3 separate regions of the Rattus norvegicus genome follow, and all the other regions are linked to region 2. A link is a contact called in public Hi-C data. All regions are on one chromosome and are shown on one strand. The core of a region is the stretch at or near the end of the contact, and the rest is flanking DNA. Distances in the headings are between cores, read along the strand shown.

The links. A called contact is a pair of places that touch in the nucleus more often than the background predicts.
Region 1: a Hi-C map of mammary epithelial cells shows a contact between it and region 2, with 1.6 times the contacts expected there. The contact joins the promoter of Tk2 here to the promoter of Dync1li2 in region 2. A contact is called at or near these places in 2 of 12 Hi-C or Micro-C datasets (frontal cortex and mammary epithelial cells).
Region 3: a contact with region 2 is called in a Hi-C map of the A7r5 cell line, with 4 times the contacts expected there. The contact joins the promoter of Ciao2b here to the promoter of Dync1li2 in region 2. A contact is called at or near these places in 3 of 12 Hi-C or Micro-C datasets (the A7r5 cell line, frontal cortex and mammary epithelial cells).

The regions. Positions count from the first base shown.
Region 1 is chr19:712,572-717,040 of GRCr8, forward strand. It overlaps Tk2 (thymidine kinase 2), which reads left to right and starts at 2,750. Exons shown (of 10, transcript NM_001106166.1): 1 at 2,750-2,897; 2 at 3,625-3,662. The coding sequence starts at 2,765. Cklf (chemokine-like factor) reads right to left here and starts at 427. Exons shown (of 4, transcript NM_139111.2): 1 at 185-427. The coding sequence starts at 262.
Region 2 is chr19:535,241-540,259 of GRCr8, forward strand. Dync1li2 (dynein, cytoplasmic 1 light intermediate chain 2) reads left to right here and starts at 3,187. Exons shown (of 13, transcript NM_001398670.1): 1 at 3,187-3,311; 2 at 3,459-3,532. The coding sequence starts at 3,205.
Region 3 is chr19:347,421-352,440 of GRCr8, forward strand. Ciao2b (cytosolic iron-sulfur assembly component 2B) reads left to right here and starts at 3,233. Exons shown (of 5, transcript NM_001144854.1): 1 at 3,233-3,418; 2 at 3,576-3,655; 3 at 3,897-4,022; 4 at 4,400-4,445; 5 at 4,844-5,020. The coding sequence starts at 3,271. The coding sequence ends at 4,941.

The sequences.
Region 1 (4,469 bases), core at 1,500-3,999, 180 kb after region 2:
CTCTACCCTATGGTTCTTCCCTGATCAGACTGAGCAACAGAGCAATCAATGCCTTGCATCTGGAAAGGTGTGGCTGGAAACCAGGTGGCCGAGCAAATGCCGCTCCAGGCTTCCGAACCCAGTCTTCTCTACCCTGGAGCACTCCGGACCACCAACCGCCCTGCGTTCCCGCCCGGGTCCTCACCAACCGCAGCGTCTTCACAAAGCATTTCAGACTGAGGCAGAAGGGCTGATGGTCTACGACCTTCTGTGGAGAGTCCATCTTGCCCACAGACCCAACAGTCAACGCTTCTCTTTCAAGCCTTCTCAGTTAATTGCTCTCCAGGACTCGCGCAACAACTTCAACTGCCGGTGCTGGGCCAGCAGTACTTCGGTCCACCTAAGTCCAGACGCGCGTGCGCACTAGCGCGGACCGCCCAATGGCTCCGCCCACTTACCGCTAAACTTCTTAGAGCGCAGACTTGGAGCCCCGCAGGTCCACTCTGCCTAACCCAGGCCAGAACCCCACCACTGCTCTGCCCTGGAGCTTTCCTGTGGCGAAGCACTGTTGGAGTAGGCGAGGTAAACCCAAGAATGCCAGCCCGGCCTCCTCACCATTTAAGCATCTCAAATGCCACCTTAGGATTTCCCTTGGTTACCTTGTCTAGTCGTTCCTCTGCATTTTTTGAGAGCCCATTCCAGATTATTAGTATAGCCCCCAGGAAAACTGATATTCACTGGTAGAAAGTTAGACTTAGGCAAGAGAAGTCCCAATGTTCTGTTACTCTGATTGACTATGAATAATGAGAACATATTACTTTATTTAAAATTAAAAAAGCTACAAGAAAGGAATTTGAACGTCTTCAGCACAGAAATTATTCTGAAGAGACAGACTGATGTGAATCCTGATGTGAATATCACACAATGTGCACATGGAACAAAATATTACATGGTATCTTGTAAATGTGTACAATTATGTATCAATTAAAATAAAAATATAAATTCTAAAAGCAAGGATCTGTCTGCTTCTCTGCTTGCAGAGTCTGGGGTGCTCATCAATAGTTATAGAATATAGAGCCTGAACTTATGGCTTATAGTCTGTCCTTGCTCTTAGAATGTGCAAGACTGTCTGTCTCTGGAGCACTTTTTGCCTCCCACTGCTCTTAGCTGTCTCACAGTTTCTAAAGGGCTCCAGTGTAGCCAGGACTACACCATCTCGGAGCACTTCATTTCAGACACAGGAAGTATGTGTCACTTCCGTTATGTGAGTTAAGTCTTGTGAATTCTCTTAGGTACTTGCATAACCACCTGTCCAAGTTTGCTTCTGTGTGATAAAACAAACACTAACCAAAAGCATCTTGGGGGAATAAAGGGTTATTTGGCTTACAGGCTACAGCCTATAATAGCCAAGGGAAGGCAAAACAGGAACTCAAGGCTAGAACCTGAGGTAGAAGCCGAAGCAGAGACATGGAAGAACTATCAGTGTTTACTGGCTTCAGTTCTCTGTCTTGCTCTTTCATAAATACCCTCAGCTCACCTGCCCAGGGACAGTACTGCCCATAGTGAGGAGGCCCTCCTTCATCCATTAGCAACAAGAAGACGCCCCAGAGACATGCCCACAGGTCAATCTGACACAGCCAATTTCTCAGCTGAGGTTCCCTTTCCTGAGGTGTTTCTAGTTTGTGTTGCGTTGATAAGAACTAACTAGTACACCGACCCAGTCCATTTCGACCTCTTTGGACCCTGCCCATCTAGGACCAGTTTATTCTGCTGAATCTGATCAGCAGTTACCAACAACCTCACCCTAAGATGCTCACAAAAAAAAAAAAAAAAAAAAAAAAAAAAAAAAAGGTTGACTTTGATTTTGAAGATTAGATTTGCCTTTGCTAGATGCCTGGTAAGTAAACAGGAAGCTCTGTTGGGGTGATGGCTTCTGGTTACAGATCTAAAAGCAAAAACTTGAAAATGTCTCTCTTCTTCATGCCCAAGATGACTGCCAGCATCTTGCCACCTGGAAGTAGTGGAAAACTTCTCTACTCACACATTGTAACTGCCCATATACAGTCAAGGTGGCAACATCCGGGTTTATTGGTCTTGAATGCGTGAATTATAGTTACCCAAGCTGCACTTAATCCGGGTTTATTTTTGCTCCCTGCTTACGCGTGGGGCTAACATGCTTTTTTCTTAACCCTTTTGGTCCATTCAGTAGAGATACTCGTTACGTTCTCCCGAGGGATCCAACATTAAAGTCCAAACGTTGCCAAAGACTGTGGGCTTGGGAAACAACAGCTTTCATTCCCTCTCACCTGTGTCCCTCACACTGCTTTTTGTGATGATGGGAATTAAACCGAGGGACCTTTAAAGTTCAAGGACAAGCTTGAAAAATGTTCCCAAGTTGACAAGGTTTACTTGCAGAGTCCTTAGAATGAAAATACAGGACCTCTGAATAGGTGGGGCTAGGTGTGGATGGGGGCGGCAACCTAGGAAGTAATCAGATATACTAAGGAACCAAAGAGATCCACCCCCCTTTGGCCCCCCGCCTCACCCTCCCCCCGGCATTATTAGCAATCGAGTCTCTAAGTCTACTTGGGTCAGGGCCATTCTGCTGTCTGTTAGCAGGACAATCCTGACTTTGAATCTCTTCCGCATAGTCTAGAGGGAGAAATACTAGCGGACCCCTTAAGGGGCGGGGCCTGGCGAGGGGTGGGGCGGGACCTGGCGAGGGGTGGGGCGGGGCTCCAGGACGCACCGGAAGGAAGTGGGACTTGCACATGAACCAGAAGCAATGCTGCTGCGGTCGCTCCGTAGCTGGGCTGCCCGGTCGCTACGCAGCATGGGCCCGGGGAGCTCAGGGAGCCCCGGGAGTCTCGATTCGGGCGCTGGGCCGCTGTGGGCACCTCGCCGCGCCTGTCCTCCGGGTAACTAGTACTTTTGTGCCACCTCGTAGGGGCGCCGCTGGACCCCGCCCCCTCACCTGCTAGTCCCTAGGAAGGGCCTGGGGACTGTGGAGCCCAAAGAACTGTCTGGACCCGCACTAGGTGGGGCCCAAACGCGGCTTCTCGACGCCCCCCCCCCTTTTTTTGTTCAGATTCTTTAAGCCTGGGGAGGTGGCTAGTTAGGGCACAGGCTGTATTTAATCAGCTCTCAGTGGATGCAGGTGTCTGCGGACCCAGAGGGCGAATCCAGGCTTCTGACTTTCTCCTACTCTTGCTGGCAGTGCGGATCTCTCTCTTCTGAAATAGAAACCAGGTGGCATGGCTTTCATTGGTCTCGGGCTGCTGCCAGGTGGGTTGGCAGTGTTGCCAGCCTTGGCCTAGAGAACAGACAGCCTGGGTCCCAGCCCTAAGTCTAAACCCACCCCTCGGAATCTCTCGAGTGTAGGTTATTCTTGTGTGCACTGTGACGACCCTAAGCACACAATCCAGGTGAAACGGAAAGTAGAATGTACCAAGCGAAGGGAAGTAAGCAAGCACAAGTGGACCTAGACCCAGCCTGCCATTATACAGTGTCACATACAGGACCCAACCGTAGAGAGTTCTAAGAATGGTAAACATAAGCCAAGGAGCAAGCATACAGAATCTGGTCATTTACCAGCACAGAGCAGAGTGAGTAATTGAAACATCGATGTCTTTTCTTTTCTTTTAGATAAAGATAGAGAAAAAGATAAGGAGAAAAAAGCAGTGGTAAGTTTCTCTCTGCATGCCTTCTCCAGCTACGAGCCAAACAGTGTTCGATACACAGTGAGAAAACAAACTCCAGACGATATCCAGGGATAAGGTTTCTCTTCCTTCTTGTGGCCCCAGGCCCTCTCCCCAGATCCCACCACTGTTAGCCATTTCTGTCGTGTACAGGTGGGAGTGGGGCGTTCAGGTAGTACTCTTCTTCCGGTATGTGTGAACTACAGAAGATGCTGATTGAGTAATGTCAACAGTTTTAAAATGTCCCTATTTGCTTCACTGCCGATTGCCCTGCCCAGATGGGGGCGGGAGGGGGGGGGAAGTGTTCCCATTACCTTTTGCTGTCTAGAGGAGACCAGAGAATCCATGAGGGTCCACAAGGTGGGCTCTGGGGGTAGGGCTATGAGGTCGAAGGTCAGAGGAAGTGCACGTTGGACAGGTTTAAATGTTGAGGCAATATTTTGGTTACCATCAGCCCAAGGGTTCTGTTTCTTCCTTTGAGATCATCTTGCCATGTACCTTAAACTTGTGTTCCTTCTTCAACCCCTGAATGCTGGGATTTTGGGTGTGTGTCACTACAAGTGGTCAGGGGCTCATTTCTGTAAGGGAACTGAAAGCCTGTAGCTCGAATGGCTTGGGAAAAGGTAGCTGGAGTACCTGATGCCTCTGGAGGGTAGAAGGTGTGCCCCCCCCTTTGCCCCTCCTGGGGGTCAGTGGGGGTAGTCAGGAGGATGAAATGACCCAGGAAAGGAGGAGTGACGTCACAGGGAGAGGAGGCTTGGTCTTCAAGGCTGGAGAAATGGTTCAGCAGTT
Region 2 (5,019 bases), core at 1,937-4,436:
TACATTAAAATTGAGGTAATTTTGAAATATGTCCTATATTGTTGGGTTTGTTTGTGATACCAGCCTGTAGCCCAGGCTGACCTTGTGCTCAGTTTTGTTTATTGATTTATTATGTATATGACATACATATACAGATCTGGGGCTTGACCCTAAACACTGCGTTTGCTAGTCACCACCGAGTTACAACACCACCAGCTTTTTTGAGACAGTTTCTCACTATGTAACCCAGGCTGGTTTTGAATTCATTATTCTCCTGCCTTAGCTTCACAGGTGTTGGGATTCCAGGTTTCTGCCACCATACCCAGTTTATGAGATGCTAGACACACAACTGTGCACCGTACTCTGTGAGTGATAGCTCTAGCCCGTGGTATGACCTTGTTGTTATACCCCACTATAGGACTTTAAGAACTCCTGTTACATTTCCGATTTTGTTAGATTTAGTCTGAGCTGTTCGTCATCCAGTATTTTTGGAAACACTTCTGTCTCTGTGCTGCTGCGCTTTCCTCCGAGTCACAGATGGCAACCGAATCGGCTGTGGCAGGCTCCTGCATCTCTGTAGCCCCTTCTCTCCACCTCAGGCCAGCCTTCTCTGTTTTTCAGACATGGTCTCATGTAGACCTGACAGGCCTTGAGTTCAAGCTCTTCCTCTCTTGGCCTCCCCAGTGCTGGGCTATAGACATGGCCACCACACTGGGCTGTTGGTCTTTAATAAGCTTCAGTGTTATCATCCAGCCTTTGTTTTCACCTTCTTTTGCTATGAATTGTCAAATTCTCTGTTGAGATTTGCATTCCCCATGTCTGTACCATCCTCCCCCTGATATCCCTGCAAGAAAAGAAAGCTACCATATGCGTTTGTATCTGGTGCCATTTTCTCCTTTTTGCAACAGATCACATTAGAGAATTTGTGTTAACTAGACAGAGAGGAAGGGGTCTCTTGAGGGAAATACCTGCATGAGATCCATGGACAAAATGCTAAGGCATTTTCTCAATTAGTGGTCAATGGGGAAGGGCCCAGCCCATTGTGTGTGGTGCCATCCCTAGCTGGTGGTCCTGGTGGGGATTTAGTTCACTGGCCTAGAGTTTTCAACTTTAGTGTCCTGTAAAGACTCATCTTCTGCTTATCCTTTGATGATGTCCAACAGTGCCTGCTCCTCCCTCCCGTTTTCTAATTTACATTCAAGTTGGTGAACTACATGCCCATTGTTGGATCCAGTAATTTATGCTGTTAAGTTTTGGCTGAGCCAGAATCACTATCTTTTTAACTGAGACCTCCTTAGGTGATTGCTTTCCGTGCCCTGCCCCATTTCCTTTGATATTTATCAATGCCTTGTATAGTTGCCCTGATCCTTAGAGAACAGCATGAGGAGTTCTCAGGCAGAGACCATACCTAAAGTTACCCCTGATAAACATAAGCCTATCTTCCTTTTCTCCATTTCTTCTCCCCCTTTACATCTAGTCTCCCCCCACTACCTTCTTCACTAAAGAAAAGCAGTCACAGCTTCTTGTTCTGCTGTGAAATAACGACTCTCTGAAAAATACCATTAAAAAAAACAAAAAAACAAAAACCTTGCAGGGCACTGGTGGCACTCCAGCACTCCAGAGGCAAAGGCAAGCAGATCTCTGAGTATGAGGCTAGCCTGGCCTACAGAGTGAGTTCCAGGACAGCGAGGACTATACAGAGAAATCCTGTCTGAAAAAAACAACAACAAACTGATGAAGCAAAGCCAAGAATTGTTAACTATGGTGGTAAAAATCATTCACAGTTAATGAAGTCTACAGAGGAGGAGATGAAAAACACCATTCTGAGCATTTGTGATAAACTTTCAATGAGCATCTCGAGAACTCAACCAAGTTCATTATCATATAATAGTTTAATGAACATCGCTAAAGAGATGGCTCAGTGTTAAGAGCACTAACTATTCTTCGAAAGGACCTGGGTTCAATTCCCAGTACCCCACATGACAGCTCACAACCATCTGCAATTCCAGTTACAAGGGGGTCAGACACCCTCTTCTGCCCTCCACCCGCACTGCATACACATAGTGTACAGATGTGCATGCAGACAAAGCACCTATACACATTGAATAGAAGTAAATAAAAATAAAAAAGAATAATGACTGGAAGTGGCAAGATACTACCTTTAGAACTGGGTCTTGGGTTATTTATTGCTGTGATGAAATACCATGACAAAAAAAAAAAAGCAAGTTGTAAAGGAAATGATTTATTTCAGCTTACATTTCCAGATCATAATCCATCATTGGAGGAAGTCAGGACAGGATCTCAAGCAGGGCTAAAACCTGGGGGCAGAAGCTGATGCAGAGGTCATGGAGTGGTGCTGCTTACTGACTTGCTCAGGCCAGGTATGGCACCACCCACAATTGATCAGTAATTGAGAGAATGCTGGATCTCATGGAGGCATTTCCTCAATTGAGGCTCCTTCTCCGATGACTCTAATTGACACACAAAACTAGCCAGCACACAGGGTCTCACTATGTAGCCTTGGCTACCCTGGAACTTGCTATGTAGACCAGGATGGCTTCAAATTTATAGAGATCCTCCTGCCTCTGCCTCCTGAAAGGCGTGTGCCAGCATCCAACCATTTTTAAATTAATTTCTTTGAAAAAGGGTCTCACATAGCTCATGCTCAACTTAAACTTGTCAAGTAGTTTAAGACCTTGAATTTCTGACCCTACCACTACCACCAGCTGCTGCTTATAGTTGCTGGCATGAAAGGCATGCAAATCTATGTCCAGTCACTTTTTTTTTCGGTGAATCTTCGTTCATTCTCAGGCCATTTTCTTTTAAACTTCTGAGCTGTGGTTTCCTCACCTCATTTTTTAAGAGTGAAGCAAGATTCAGTGAGATCGCTTACAAATAGGTTGTCTAGCTTGAGTTCATTCCAAAAGCTTGGGCTTGCCGCGTCTCGGCCTACCCTGCAGGCGTCGCCAGCGCGCCCTCGATCTGGTGGCGCCCGCGGCTCCACCTCCCGCGTAAGGCTGTCCGCCTGTCTGCCTGACCGAGCAACGTCCCTAGTTGCGGCGATCCCGTGACCCGCAGGTGCACGCGGACATAGCTGGCCCGTCGGGACGCGCTGGATAACGAAGCTTCTGCGGCGTTGCGGGCGGGCAGCGCGGCCCTGCCGGGGTCCTTGCGGGTCCTCGGCGGGCCCGGGGGAGGGCCCTCTTTGTGGCTGCAGTTGGCAAGATGGCGCCGGTGGGGGTGGAGAAGAAGCTGCTGCTGGGTCCCAACGGGCCCGCAGTGGCGGCTGCCGGCGACCTGACCAGTGAAGAGGAGGAAGGCCAGAGTCTATGGTGAGGAGCGTATAGAGTCTCAAATGGTGCGGCCAGACCGGGAGCGGGCCGGAGCGGGCAGGACCGTGGGCAGACATTGACGGGCAGTCGTGGGCCGAGCAGTCTAAGGCGGTCCCGCTCTGACCACTCTTGTCATTGTCGCTGCAGGTCTTCGATCTTGAGCGAAGTGTCCACCCGCGCCAGGTCCAAGCTGCCGTCCGGCAAGAACATTCTGGTGTTCGGTGAGCAGCAGGGTACTACCCTGGGGCTCAGGGGTGGGTCAGGCGGCACCCCTCCCATAGGTTCCCAGCCTTCTCCACCCTTACTGCCAGCTTGCGCTTGCCTGCCCAGGAGGGCACGCTGGACTCTTAACAGGGTAGCCAGAGAGTCTCCAAGCTCACACCTCTACTGACCCCCTAAATGCATCTCTCTTTGGAGTCCAGTGATGTGGTGTGGGCTTGTGGCACATTCCTTTAGTCGTTTGGCTGAGCCTTCAGCCTTAACTCGGTTTATCGGTTAGCCTTGTGCTCACCAAGTTGAGGATGTGGAGAAATAAAAAAAAAAAAAAAAAAAAAAAAAAAGAGGATGTGCAGGCCAGATGGAGAAGATGGGGGGGGAACTAGGTTACCTGTACTGGGAACTGAGGAGATAGATGTACGAAAGTCCTCTTGAGCAGGCAGCAGAGCTTGGAAGTCAGTCCCAGGAACTTTCTTGCATGAATCCTGCCCTCACTGCTAGGTTGTCCCGTCAGTCATTTAACCTCTTCGGCTTCAGTTATCTCCTACCAATGAAAGGGATTATATGCATTCACCTGCAACGCTGTTTGTGGAGTGGGAGCAGAGGACTGAGCAATGGGACGGTACAGTCTTAGACACACTGCAAGAATCCCATTCTAGCAGAGGCAGATGTGTGCGTGGTTGCATCAAGAGCAGACTATTGTGGGCGCATCACACTGATGTGTTGAGAGAGAATTTGTGGGATCAGGTGTTTTGAAGGGTAATTGTCTAGGTACAAGCACATGGAGATAACAGGGTGAAGCATTTGGACACCGTTAGAAGTTATTTTGCAAAAGAGGATAAGATGAGGTCAGATCATGAAGGTCTGAAGGACTAATCATCTTTCCTGGAGACTCCTGATTTTCAGATTTTATCTTCCTCCACCCTTGTCCGTCTGTTTCTCTCATCCAAGTGATGGCTAGTGTGGTAGGTTTTAGCCAGATTTGTGATTTAGAGAAGTAATTCAGGCTTTGTTGGGTCAGCTAGATCAGAATGAGCAGGAGCTGAAGTCAGACTGACAAGCACCCTGTGTGGTTCAGGTGGACTGTGGCCAGTGTGAAAAAGGTGAGCATTGTAGGGGAGGATCTTTGTGGACTGCCTTTCATTTCATATGTTCTTGAATTCCGTAGTATTGAATCTGAGGATGTCCAGTGATGTTTGGTAATGATTCTAGTTCGTGTTTGAGGTTGTCTTGGAAGGGGAGGGTGTTGGCTATGGATAGTCCTAGAGAGATGAGAAAACACTTGCTACTGAGACTGTACTTAGGACTTTCACTTAGGTCAGTAGTTCTTTTTCCCCAGTTTCCAAGCCTTTAGGATGCTTATGAAGTTGTTCTGCAAAGCAAATATGTGTAATTAACATAAGCATCATGACTTGAGACAGAACCAGATTTTTATTTCAGTGTTCCTAGACTTTGGGGGTTAGTTGTGTTTCACAGAATTCTTGCTTTTGCT
Region 3 (5,020 bases), core at 1,983-4,482, 190 kb before region 2:
ATCTCTAGATATAGATAGATAGAAGATAGATAGATAGATAGATAGATAGATAGATAGATAGATAGATAGATATTGAATCTATCTTTGAATCCCTGAGCTCATGAAATCCTCCAGCCTCAGTCTTCCTAGTAGTTGGGACACACATATTTACCACAGCATTCAGCTTACAATGATTTTGCTATGGCAGCTTGGGTTATCTATAAGCCATTTACAGACTGAGAAAACTCGAGGCTTCCTAAGAGGTGGACATAAGGTTGTGGTACCCACTCACCTCTGTCTCCTCCAATGCTTCAGATTCATTAAAGATGTCTGGGACTTGGAGAAGAAGTGGAAAAGGATGGAGAGAAGATAAGATAAGGAAGAGGGAAAGGGAGCCAGGTCACTGGGGTGTGAAGGAAAGTTGCCATTCATTAAGTCAGACACATGCAATGTCCTGAGGGAAATTAGTGAGCATGTAAAGCAAGACAGGACACCGGCAGGCTTGGTACCAAGCAGCCTGCATAACTGTTAGTGGAACAGACAGATGAGAAGCAGGTGCATGGATATATGGGAGGAAACACACGATGACTTATTGGATGAAGGCATTTGCTGCAATGCCTGGGGATGACCTGCATTCCACTCCTGGAAACCACATGCTGGAAGAGAGAACTACTCCTGAAACTTGTCCTCTGACCTCCACTTAACACACTGTGGCATATGCCCTCTTCTCAAATATAGTTAAAATGTTAATGAACATGAGACTCTTCACAACGGTGCTGGAAATGTGGGGTTAAGAGGAAAGAACCACAGCAGCCTGACCCAGAGCTCAGAGCTCCCTTAAGTCCCCTGGGCCCCAGGAGAACTTACATTGCTGGTTTCATCCTTCACACCACCCCACAGTTTAGGTGGCCTCGGGGCGGGGGCCAGGGGATAAACCAGAGGAGCCCTAGAGGTAGCTGGGCATACCACTCAGATGAAAGACGCTTTACTCAACATACCCCTACCCCCATGTTGTGGGTCATGATTGGACTGACTGAGTTGAGTTTGTTCTAATAGCTGTTGCCGCAGTGGTGGGTGTTGCTACCTCCTTGTGACCTTTAGGTCAGCCTTGTCAAGGTACTCTTGTTTCCAAACACTGGTTTTACCCCTCGGGAACTGCTGCCATCATTCAATCCAGCAATGGGCCACATGTGCTGGTCCCAATGGCACAAGTCTGTCTTCCACCATTTCTGCCTCTCCTGATCTACAGAAAGAACTGTGGGAATCACATTGCATATTTCCCGTTCTCTAGACTCACAAGCTGGACATGACATCACTCATGCCAAGAATGATGTTTCTGCCTGCTAAGGCATTCGGGGCCTTCCATAGCCTGGCTGACAGCAGGGAAATGAGACAGTCTGGTAGGGAGGGGCTATGGGATAAAGTAAATGCTGCCTCCTCAGGGCAGATCAGATTCAACTAGCCTAGTTGGAGATCATTATGGACCACATTAGGATCCCTGAGGCGAGAAACCTCAAGGGGATGCACAGCTGAGCTACTAATAGGACCTACAGACTGCCTGACATATCCCCTTCACCAAGGAAGCCAAGCTGTGCCTTTGCCCCAGGTCCAGGTGAAGTATGTGGGGAACAGAACACAGGGGCCTTCTACTGTGTGTGTGGGATATGAGGTAGGAGTTTCTGTATCTCCCTGGGCAAGGAAGACCTTTTCATTGACCAGTGATGAAGGGAACATTCCGAACCAAATGCCAGAGGGAAGGACTTATTGTCATTATTATCCTGTGGTAAGGGACAGCTACAACCACAATCACACCCACAGCCACTCACATGACCACGTCCCAACCACCACCTAGAGGTTTCTAACCTCCAAGACCAACACCCCTCAGAGCTCTTTATGCTGAACTGGATCGTGTGTTGGGTGTCCTCAGAAATATCTGACCCTCCTAATGCTACATAGAGGTCCTATGGTTAGAAGTTCATTGGGTAGGTGCACTATTCCCACACAGTCAACTACCCTCTCCTCCGTGGTGCCTCCTCACTTCCAGTCTCAGCCTCTGATTCTACACAATTGTGTAATTTTTACCAGGTCCCTGTCCCCTTCAAGAGTCTCATCCTGCAGTGGGAAGAAGAGATTCAAGAGCCCACATACCATAGCATTTAAACAGCCGTAAAGTCTGCCTGGACACATTGTCTTCAGAATCTTGGTTTGTGTCTAGGTATGCTGTGTTTCTCAGACAGCAACAGAATACATACATATCAAGGCCTCCTCCAGAAGTTTGGTTTGGACAGCTGGTAGGCTGGGCACAGGGTGTGCCTGGTAATGTCTTTCCTGCAGGACAGCAGTACTGAGTATGTTGCAGTGAGCCTCTGACCAGCAAGGAGGGGACAGCAATGGACCTTTTAAGACATCGAGAACTTTTCTCTTAAGTCTTGGCTCGCTGTGTTAACTGCCCCTGTAACACATTCCCATGGTAGGAGATTGACTGGAAAGAATAATGCAGAAACCTATAACTGAGTACACACTCAGGACCCAGATGGAGAATAGAGCCCACCTTCAGGGAATTTGATCTGGGTGAGGAGAACTGCACGTGTATTTATGAGGGGAGAGGAGAGTTGGGGGTGGGGGGAAGACTTTATTCCCTATAACTCCTTTTTGCTTTCAGGACTCATAGTTTAGGGGATCCACCTTCAAGTATACACATCTTATCTATTTTAGTTCCTGGTCAGAGAGGCTACATCGGTCCTCCCAGACTCGTGAATATGACGTTTTTTAATGACACCCATGCCCCGTAGGCCTTTCTTTTTCAGTAGAATTTAGGACCGCTTCTCTACTTAACATGCATGTAACTAGTGCTGCCTATCCCTACTAGGGAAAAACAGCGTGTTATCTGATCTGCGGTTCCACGACAGCAGACAGCGAGCTTGAGCGTCCGAATGCCCTTTCAGCCCAGGAAAAAAAGGTCCTGAAAAAGGTCGTGTGGGTTCAATCTCAAAGTGCCCTTGTCAAATGGTGTTGGCTTCCTGCGTTCCCGCCCACAACAGGATCACACGGCTAAGAACCGCGGGAGACCCTTCAGATGCCCTGGCCAAAGCTACCAGCATTTTCCCGCCTTTGGAGTAGCCTGCACGACAAACACAACGCTTCTAGCGGACTACCCGCTGGATCCCGGGAGTGTGGCATGTCCCTTGCGCTACCCCGTAGCCACACCACGCCTTCTTCTCGTTCCCAGGAAGTGCGCCGTAGGAGCGGAAGTACACACCACCAGGGGGTTGTGGGAACTGCGGTTCCGGGATGGTGGGCGGTGGTGGCGGCGGCGGCGGCGGCGGGCTCCTAGAGAATGCTAACCCCCTCATCTATGAGCGATCGGGGGAGCGGCCGGTGACGGCGGGTGAAGAAGATGAGGAAGTGCCGGACAGCATCGATGCCCGGGAGATCTTCGATATCCGTCGCTGCTGGGCGCTGGTGGGACAGTGGGGGCTTGGCGTATCGGGAAGAAGTGATGTGCAACACGCTGGTGGAAGGGTGTCCGGGTTAGGCGAGCCCGCAGAGATTTTAACTGGGCCAAAACTTAGAGTTCCTTTTCCTTCACTTGGCACATCTTATTCGCTCCATTAATGACCCGGAGCATCCACTGACACTGGAGGAATTGAACGTAGTAGAGCAGGTTCGAATTCAGGTGAGTAGTTTGCTCAAGTAATCAAAAAGGTACCATTGTAGATCAGAGGCTGGTGTTCTCCGTTCACAAGCACATAAGAGGATCTTTGGGAGGGGTGGTTGTTTTTCTAGTTTACGAATGTTCATGTTTATGGAGCCCGTAAAAAATGGGTGATTTGCCCAAGTCAGTAAACTAAAGAGAGTGTCTTTGGTCTAGGGCCGGTCGTGTGATCATTGCGGTCTGATCTCCCTTATCCATCCAGGTTAGCGACCCGGAGAGCACAGTAGCAGTGGCCTTCACACCCACCATCCCTCACTGCAGCATGGCCACACTTATAGGCCTTTCTATCAAAGTCAAGCTTCTGCGATCCCTTCCCCAGCGGTTCAAGGTCAGTTGGAGTCGATCCCCAAAGGTGAAACAGCTACTGGGGAGCGGGGACATCAGAGTGGAGATTGGAAGGATCCAAACTCACAGAGTTGAACTTCGAGGAAACTCCAAGTCGATGTGACAAGGATATTGGAAATACACCAGAAAATAGAAGCGTGGTAGAAAGGGCGGCAGGGAGCTGTGGCTGGGCTTGATGCAGGCACTGGAAAACGTTTAAATAGTCGCTGACTAGGGCCTGAGCTAAAAATGGATTGACTGCAGGTGGGCTCGGGGTGGGACAGAAGAGCCAGAATGAAGAGGTGTGACTGGGAGGAAGATGGTGTCCAAAAGATATGGACAGGTGAGTAAGCGCTCATGCCCACGTTGTGTTTCCTGCAGATGGATGTGCACATTACGCCGGGCACCCACGCCTCAGAGCATGCAGGTTAGAGTGGGCTGGTGGGGCCCAAACTGTGGGAGGCCTCCCCATTGCCACAGCAGTGTATGGGGCAAGATTAGGACTAGGGTACTAAGTGAATGAAATGGCCAGACTACAGTCTAGACCAAAGCTGGCCTGACTTAAATCTCCTGCTTCCCATGACCCTCCCTCCCGAAGTTCTCAAGTACACAGGGACAGAGACGGAATGAGCAGTCCCTGGCCGTGACAGGTATTCCTAGTGAAGAAGCTAGTTATGGCACAGGCAGTAAATATATCCTGATCCAGGCTTGGAGTCCTGAGACGTCAGAAGAGAACCTCATCGGTAGAAATATAATCTATACTGGGGCTAGCAGCCTGGCCGAGTTGTTTTAACCCTGTTTTTCCACCCTTCTTTTCCCACCTAGTGAACAAACAACTTGCAGATAAGGAGCGAGTGGCAGCTGCCCTGGAGAATACCCACCTGCTAGAGGTCGTTAATCAGTGTCTGTCTGCCCGCTCATGAGCCTGGCTTTTGACCACCAGCCTGCACACAGAGGTCCTGGCTTCGGCTCCACAAAAGGCTTCTGGCTTTGTTTTCTTGA